2 separate regions of the Bos taurus genome follow, and region 1 is linked to region 2. Evidence: chromatin contacts called from public Hi-C data. All regions are on one chromosome and are shown on one strand. Each heading gives the region's core, a stretch centred on a gene start, on an enhancer-like site or on the middle of the called end of the contact. The rest is flanking DNA. Distances are from core to core; before and after follow the strand shown. Region 1 has its middle 26 kb from the start of FOS. Region 2 holds the start of NEK9 (NIMA related kinase 9).

What was found. A called contact is a pair of places that touch in the nucleus more often than the background predicts.
Region 1: a Hi-C map of skeletal muscle shows a contact between it and region 2, with 7 times the contacts expected there. The contact joins the enhancer-like site here to the promoter of NEK9 in region 2. A contact is called at or near these places in 7 of 11 Hi-C or Micro-C datasets (4-cell embryo, blood, liver and 3 more).

What each region holds. Positions count from the first base shown.
Region 1 is chr10:86,513,418-86,516,117 of ARS-UCD2.0, forward strand. No RefSeq gene overlaps it. Among named protein-coding and RNA genes, the nearest start is that of FOS, 26 kb to the left of the region's middle. Within about 2 kb of position 1,339, at least 25 of the 102 cell types and tissues checked have an H3K27ac peak or open chromatin away from gene starts, as enhancers often do. A contact at or near this core is called in skeletal muscle, where this site is marked.
Region 2 is chr10:86,366,181-86,368,880 of ARS-UCD2.0, forward strand. It overlaps NEK9 (NIMA related kinase 9), which reads right to left and starts at 1,442. Exons shown (of 22, transcript NM_001206060.1): 1 at 1,224-1,442. The coding sequence starts at 1,442.

The DNA.
Region 1 (2,700 bases), core at 89-2,588, 150 kb after region 2:
TGCTCCAAGGCATGTGTCATCTTCCCGGATCAGGTATCAAACCAGTGTCCCCTGCATTGGCAAGCAGATTTTATCCACTGTACCACCAAGAAAGTCCATGTAATTCTTCTTCTTCTTCTTTTTTTTTCCACAGGCTTGTGGGATCTTTGTTCTCTGGCCAGGGATGGAATCCAGGGCCCTGGAAGTGAAATTGCTGAATAGCAGTGAAATCCTAACCACTGGGACTATCAGGAAATTCCCAGTGATGTTATGCTTATAAAAAAGGGTCAGGATCCTCGAGAAAAAGGCACAGGTCGGAGAAGGCAATGGCAACCCACTCCAGTACTCTTGCCTGGAAAATCCCATGGACAGAGGAGCCTGGTGGGCTGCCGTCTATGGGGTCACACAGAGTCGGACACGACTAAAGCGACTTAGCAGCAGCAGCAGCAGCAGCAGTTAATGATGATGATGATAGTAGCTCAGTAAGTGCCAGGACTGAGCTAAATACTGTTCAACCTGCCTGGTTGGCATTATTTACCCCCATTTTACAGATGAGGAGCTGACATGCCTTCAAAGGCTGAAACAAGAGATAGGTTTTATGTCACAAATGAGAGGACCCAGGGTAAACTCAGGTGCCCTGGAGGTCAAGCAAATTATTAAAAGGAGTCATTTGAGAGATAAAGACCAGGGGATGAAACACCCAAAGGCTATCCGGTATGTTTTCAAATTAGTTCAAACAATGTTCCAGATCCCTGCTTCTACATTATCCAAATAATAGAGGCAAAGCCATTCCCGGTGATGAGGCGAAGATTCACTTGGGTGTCTATCATCACATTCACTTAAACTGTTCCTCAAAATCCACATGATTGTTTCTTCTTCATCCTGGATTTATTCATTTGTGTTGTTTCTGCACAGTTAGAATGTTCTGCCAACATGTTGTAACACTTCCTTCATTTGATCAAAGAACAGGTTGGCCTGTCATCATGAGCCTAGCATCACAAAGCAACGTGGGTTAGTAACAGTGCCCTTGATTGAAATTGCCTGTGGGGTCAGAGTATTAGTGGATTATCTGAGGCCCAGGCTTATTGTGGGCTCTGTATTGCAGGAAGGCCTCTTGTAGATCTTGCTACTATGACGGGGGAATACCTTAGGTTGCCAGGAAATTCCTGTCAGGGCAGGCTACTGACTTCCCTGCACCCCAGGGATTCTAAGCCCAGCCTCCTGAAGCCAAATCAGCAAAAGAGCTGCCTCAAACTGACAAGCAAAATGAAGCCCAACAAAAGCAGCTGGAACCCAAACAGACTTGGGTGAGGCTGGGAGGGGAGTCAGGTCTGGCGTCATCCAGGCTCTGGGCCAGCCCATTGTCATGGTGACAGCCAGCCGGTTTACCAGCGGGCAGCAGAGCCAGTTCTCTGCAGGGGGAAGCCTGAGTAGGGGGCTCCCCCCGGGGGTGCTATGCTTCTCCAAGTAATAGGAACCTGCAGAAAAGGCACGGTCACTTCCAGAGAGAGGCTTCTAGCAGCAGCCAGGCAGTCTGCCTGGGGTTGTGGGAGGCCGGTGGTGGCAGTGGGCTCAGAGAGGTTGCCCAGCCTCAAAGGGAGGGAGGTGGTCATTGAATCAGCAAAGAGGCCTCTGGAAAGGCTGGAAGGCTTTCCGGGCAGAAAGGATTTACAGCTGTGTTAGCTTTCTGGGCAAAACGTGAATTGAAGTAGATCACAGAGTTCTTTAAAACAAAACAAAAAAACCCCACAAAGACAAAAACAATACATACACAAGAGTGGTCAGTGGAGAAGAGAAAGGCTTTTGGGAGGCTCAGAGATGGCACATGAAAATGTTTTATGTCCTTCTCTGGGAGCTTTTTATTATTTTCTTTTTCTTCAGTTCTGATGATCACAATTTAAGTCATTATCTGGGGGAATGAACAGCTTTCAGTGAAAACAGAACATAAGAAAACCTCTGTTGTGTCGGGCAGGGCTGAAAAGATGTTCACGTCCATGAGAGTGAATTACTTCAGGGTACAGAAGAGACTCCCTTTCTGGCTAAAGTGTGACGTCAGCTAAAATAAATGCAATGGAGGAAAGAATCTTGGTACCTTCCTCCAGACATCTTGCTGCAAAAGTGTCTGTCATACGAAATACTGTATGATTCCTTTCACGTGAAGTGTTTAGAGCAATCACTTCATAGAGACAGAGAGTAGAAGGGTGGTCGTCAGGGGCTGGCGGCGGGGAGATTGGGAGTTAATGGTTTCATGAGGATGGAGCTGCAGTTTGAGAAGATGAAAAGAGCTCCGGAGATGGGTGGTGATGGCATTTGGCCAAGGAGGTACTGAAGGCCATTGAATTGTACACTTAAAAATGGTCAAAATGGTAAGTTCTATGCTATGTGTGTGTGTGTGTTAGTCGCTTAGTTGTGTCCAACTCTTTGTGACCCCATGGACTGTATAGCCCGCCAGGATCCTCTGTCCACGGGGATTCTCCAGGCAAGAATACTGGAGTGGGTTTCCATTTCCTTCTTCGATGTTATGCATATTTGTCCATATACATATATACATTTTAAACTGTCAAAGACTGTCTCCTTGATGTACCCGGCAGTGGCATTCGCTTGGAGGCTGACCCCCAGGGCTTGTTGGCTCAGCTCTCTGAGCCTTTGCTGTGTCATCCATTAAGGCGACATATCTATCTTCAGCCAAAAGGGAAGAATGGACATGAAGGCATTTAGCAA
Region 2 (2,700 bases), core at 192-2,691:
TCTTGAGGGAAAAATCTGCTTCTAATTAAACACCTGTAAACTCACAAAAGTAATAAACATTTGATGTTATGGATAATGCTATCCAATTCTGGGGAAAGCATAATCAGACTTAACTTAAAACAACCTTGGTAATCAAGTTCAACGCAATAATCATGGAAAGGCATGGACAAGCAGATGTGACCCTCCATTCCAGCCCAGGATTTTTTTCTAATTTAAGTGAGCAAGTCACTTAAATATACTACCTTAGTTTCTTCAACTATAAAAATAGGAATACCAAAGCTTATCTCATTCTCATGAGAATACTAACAATAACTCATAATACATTAATCTTGCAACCACCTCGCTCCTCATCCATCTTTCAGACTTAAAAGTACTTGGAACACACACCAGACCTGCAGACAGATCACTGATAGAATCTCATCTTCAGCAACCCCACACTGATGCTTAACTATTCTGAAACTAGAGTTTTAAGACTTTAGTGATCAAAGTTCATGATCAATTTTGAAAGTAGACTCCCCACTCTAAGGTTTTAATCAGTATACATTCTGAACTGGGGATCAGCAATCCAAAAATCTCTTCAAAGGATTTGTATGTGTGCAATAATGGATAGGCGGGAAGGTACCTCAAAGAAGTCCTTTATCCCTCCTGAAGTTAAGAACGAATGGTTTAAAATATACCAAAAAAGAAAGAAGTATTTCCCAGGCATAAACGCTGCTGGATCATCACTGATGAAGAAGCCCACACGCTACAATCTTACCAATGACCTTCAAGAAAAATCCCTGAGTGTTCGTATCTGAGCTTAAAGATTTGGCAAAGCCAGTGGAGCTGCCGCGGATGTGGGAATTTTGAAGCTGTCCCCACTTCTCCACCTCTTCCTTGGAGAGACGTACGGCATGAGAGGAAGTTTTGACAATACTCCCCATTCATATACTACTCTAACTCACAATCTCCACAGTATCCTCCTTCGATGCTCAAAATAATCTTAAAAAATATTACTTTTAAGGTACGTTGCTATTTCTAACTCCAATTTACAGACGGGAAAACTAAGGCTCAGAGAAGGTTCAATTCTTTGCTCAGTCCCCATGGTAAACAAAAACGACCGGTTAGAAAAACCAGTGCTGTTACGAACTCCTAGTACAGGAGCGGTGAGGACCCCAAGACAGACACCCCTGCGGGACCCGATCGCTGAGCGAGGAAGAGGCGGGGGAGAGCAGGGCCGCTACCTCGGTGCGGCGGTACAGCGTGGCCTCCCCGAAGGCGCCGCGGCCCAGCACACGGATGGGGATGTAGTGCAGCTCCTCCTGCTCCGCCGCGCCGCCGCTGGCTCGCGGCACCGGACCGGCGCTGGGCCCCGGGCCCGAGTCCCCGCCACCCCCGGACTCGCTCCCGAAGTCCGAATTGAGGGAGTCGCAGTGTCGCTCGTACTCGCCCAGCACCGACATGGCGGCGGCGGCGGCGGGGACGGGACCAGCCTGAGTGTCCCCGGTGGCGCTGGCGGCGCTGCGCCTCTCCCGCTTCAGACGCCGGCCCACTGCCCCGTCAGCCCCGCGGCCCCGTCAGCCCCGCCACCCCGCTAGGTTCCATGGCGGCTCCTTCCCCCTTGGCCCGGAAGCAGTTCTGGGTGCTTCCGGCCCGGCGGGGTTTCCTCTATTGCTGGTGGTTCCTTTAAGCCCCGGGGCGGGGGGACTTCTTTCCCTCCAGGCGGGCCGGGAAAACGAGGCTCTGGGCAGGGGTTGGCGGCGCCCGGTGGAGACCGAATGGGGCCAGATGGCTCCCGCAGGGGCAAGGGCGTCCTCCTCGGGTCTATAGACCCCTCCCCTGATTCCTAGCCCGGTGCCCAGACAGTTTTGAGGTCCAGAGGTCGTCCAGTCTCATCTTGGCGCCAGGGCTATCTCAAGGGCAGTGAGTGGGGGAAGCAGCCCTTCCTAGCGTGGCACAGCGCTCTGTTTTAGAGAATTGTTACAGCAAAGATATTTTTGCGTGCGCGTTAAGTCGCAGTGGTGTCCGATTGTTTGTGACCCCATGGACTGTAGCCCGCCTGGCTCCTCTGTCCATGGGATTCTCCAGGCGGGAATACTGGAGTGGGTATCTTCCCAAACCCAGGGACTGAACTGTGTCTCTTAGGTCTCCCGTTTACCTCACCTCCCTTCCCTCTCCCAGCGGAAAATTCTTGCCTCCTGTCATCTGTTAGTGGGCCCAATTATTTCTTCCAGAACTACCCTGGGTCCCTGTCTTCCACACAACTTAGAGAATATTTGAAGTCAACTCTCCTGACACTCACTCCTCTCTTTCCAGATTTCACATTCTTCCAAGTGTATTTCCAAATCTTTGACCACCTGATGATCTCATGCAACATTCTTCATGCCATAAGTGCCAGATACTGTAATCGGAGGTGGGGAATCTGCAAAGCCCTCAAGTCACTAAGAGAATTGCAATACAGTGGAAAAGCGTGTTCCATCAGTTATGTGCCTTGAGCAACTTTACATCGCTAAGGTAACTTTTTAGTCGTAAAGTTACGGGAATTATTGACCTACAGAGATAACAGCTAACATTCATTATAATGTTCCTGGCACTATGCTAAAGGTTTTCTTTCCATGTGTCATTCCATTTAATCCTCATAGTATTCCCATTCTGCAAAAGGAACTGAGATAGGGGGTTAAGTAACCTACTGTATGTTACATAGCCATTGAGGGGAGCTGG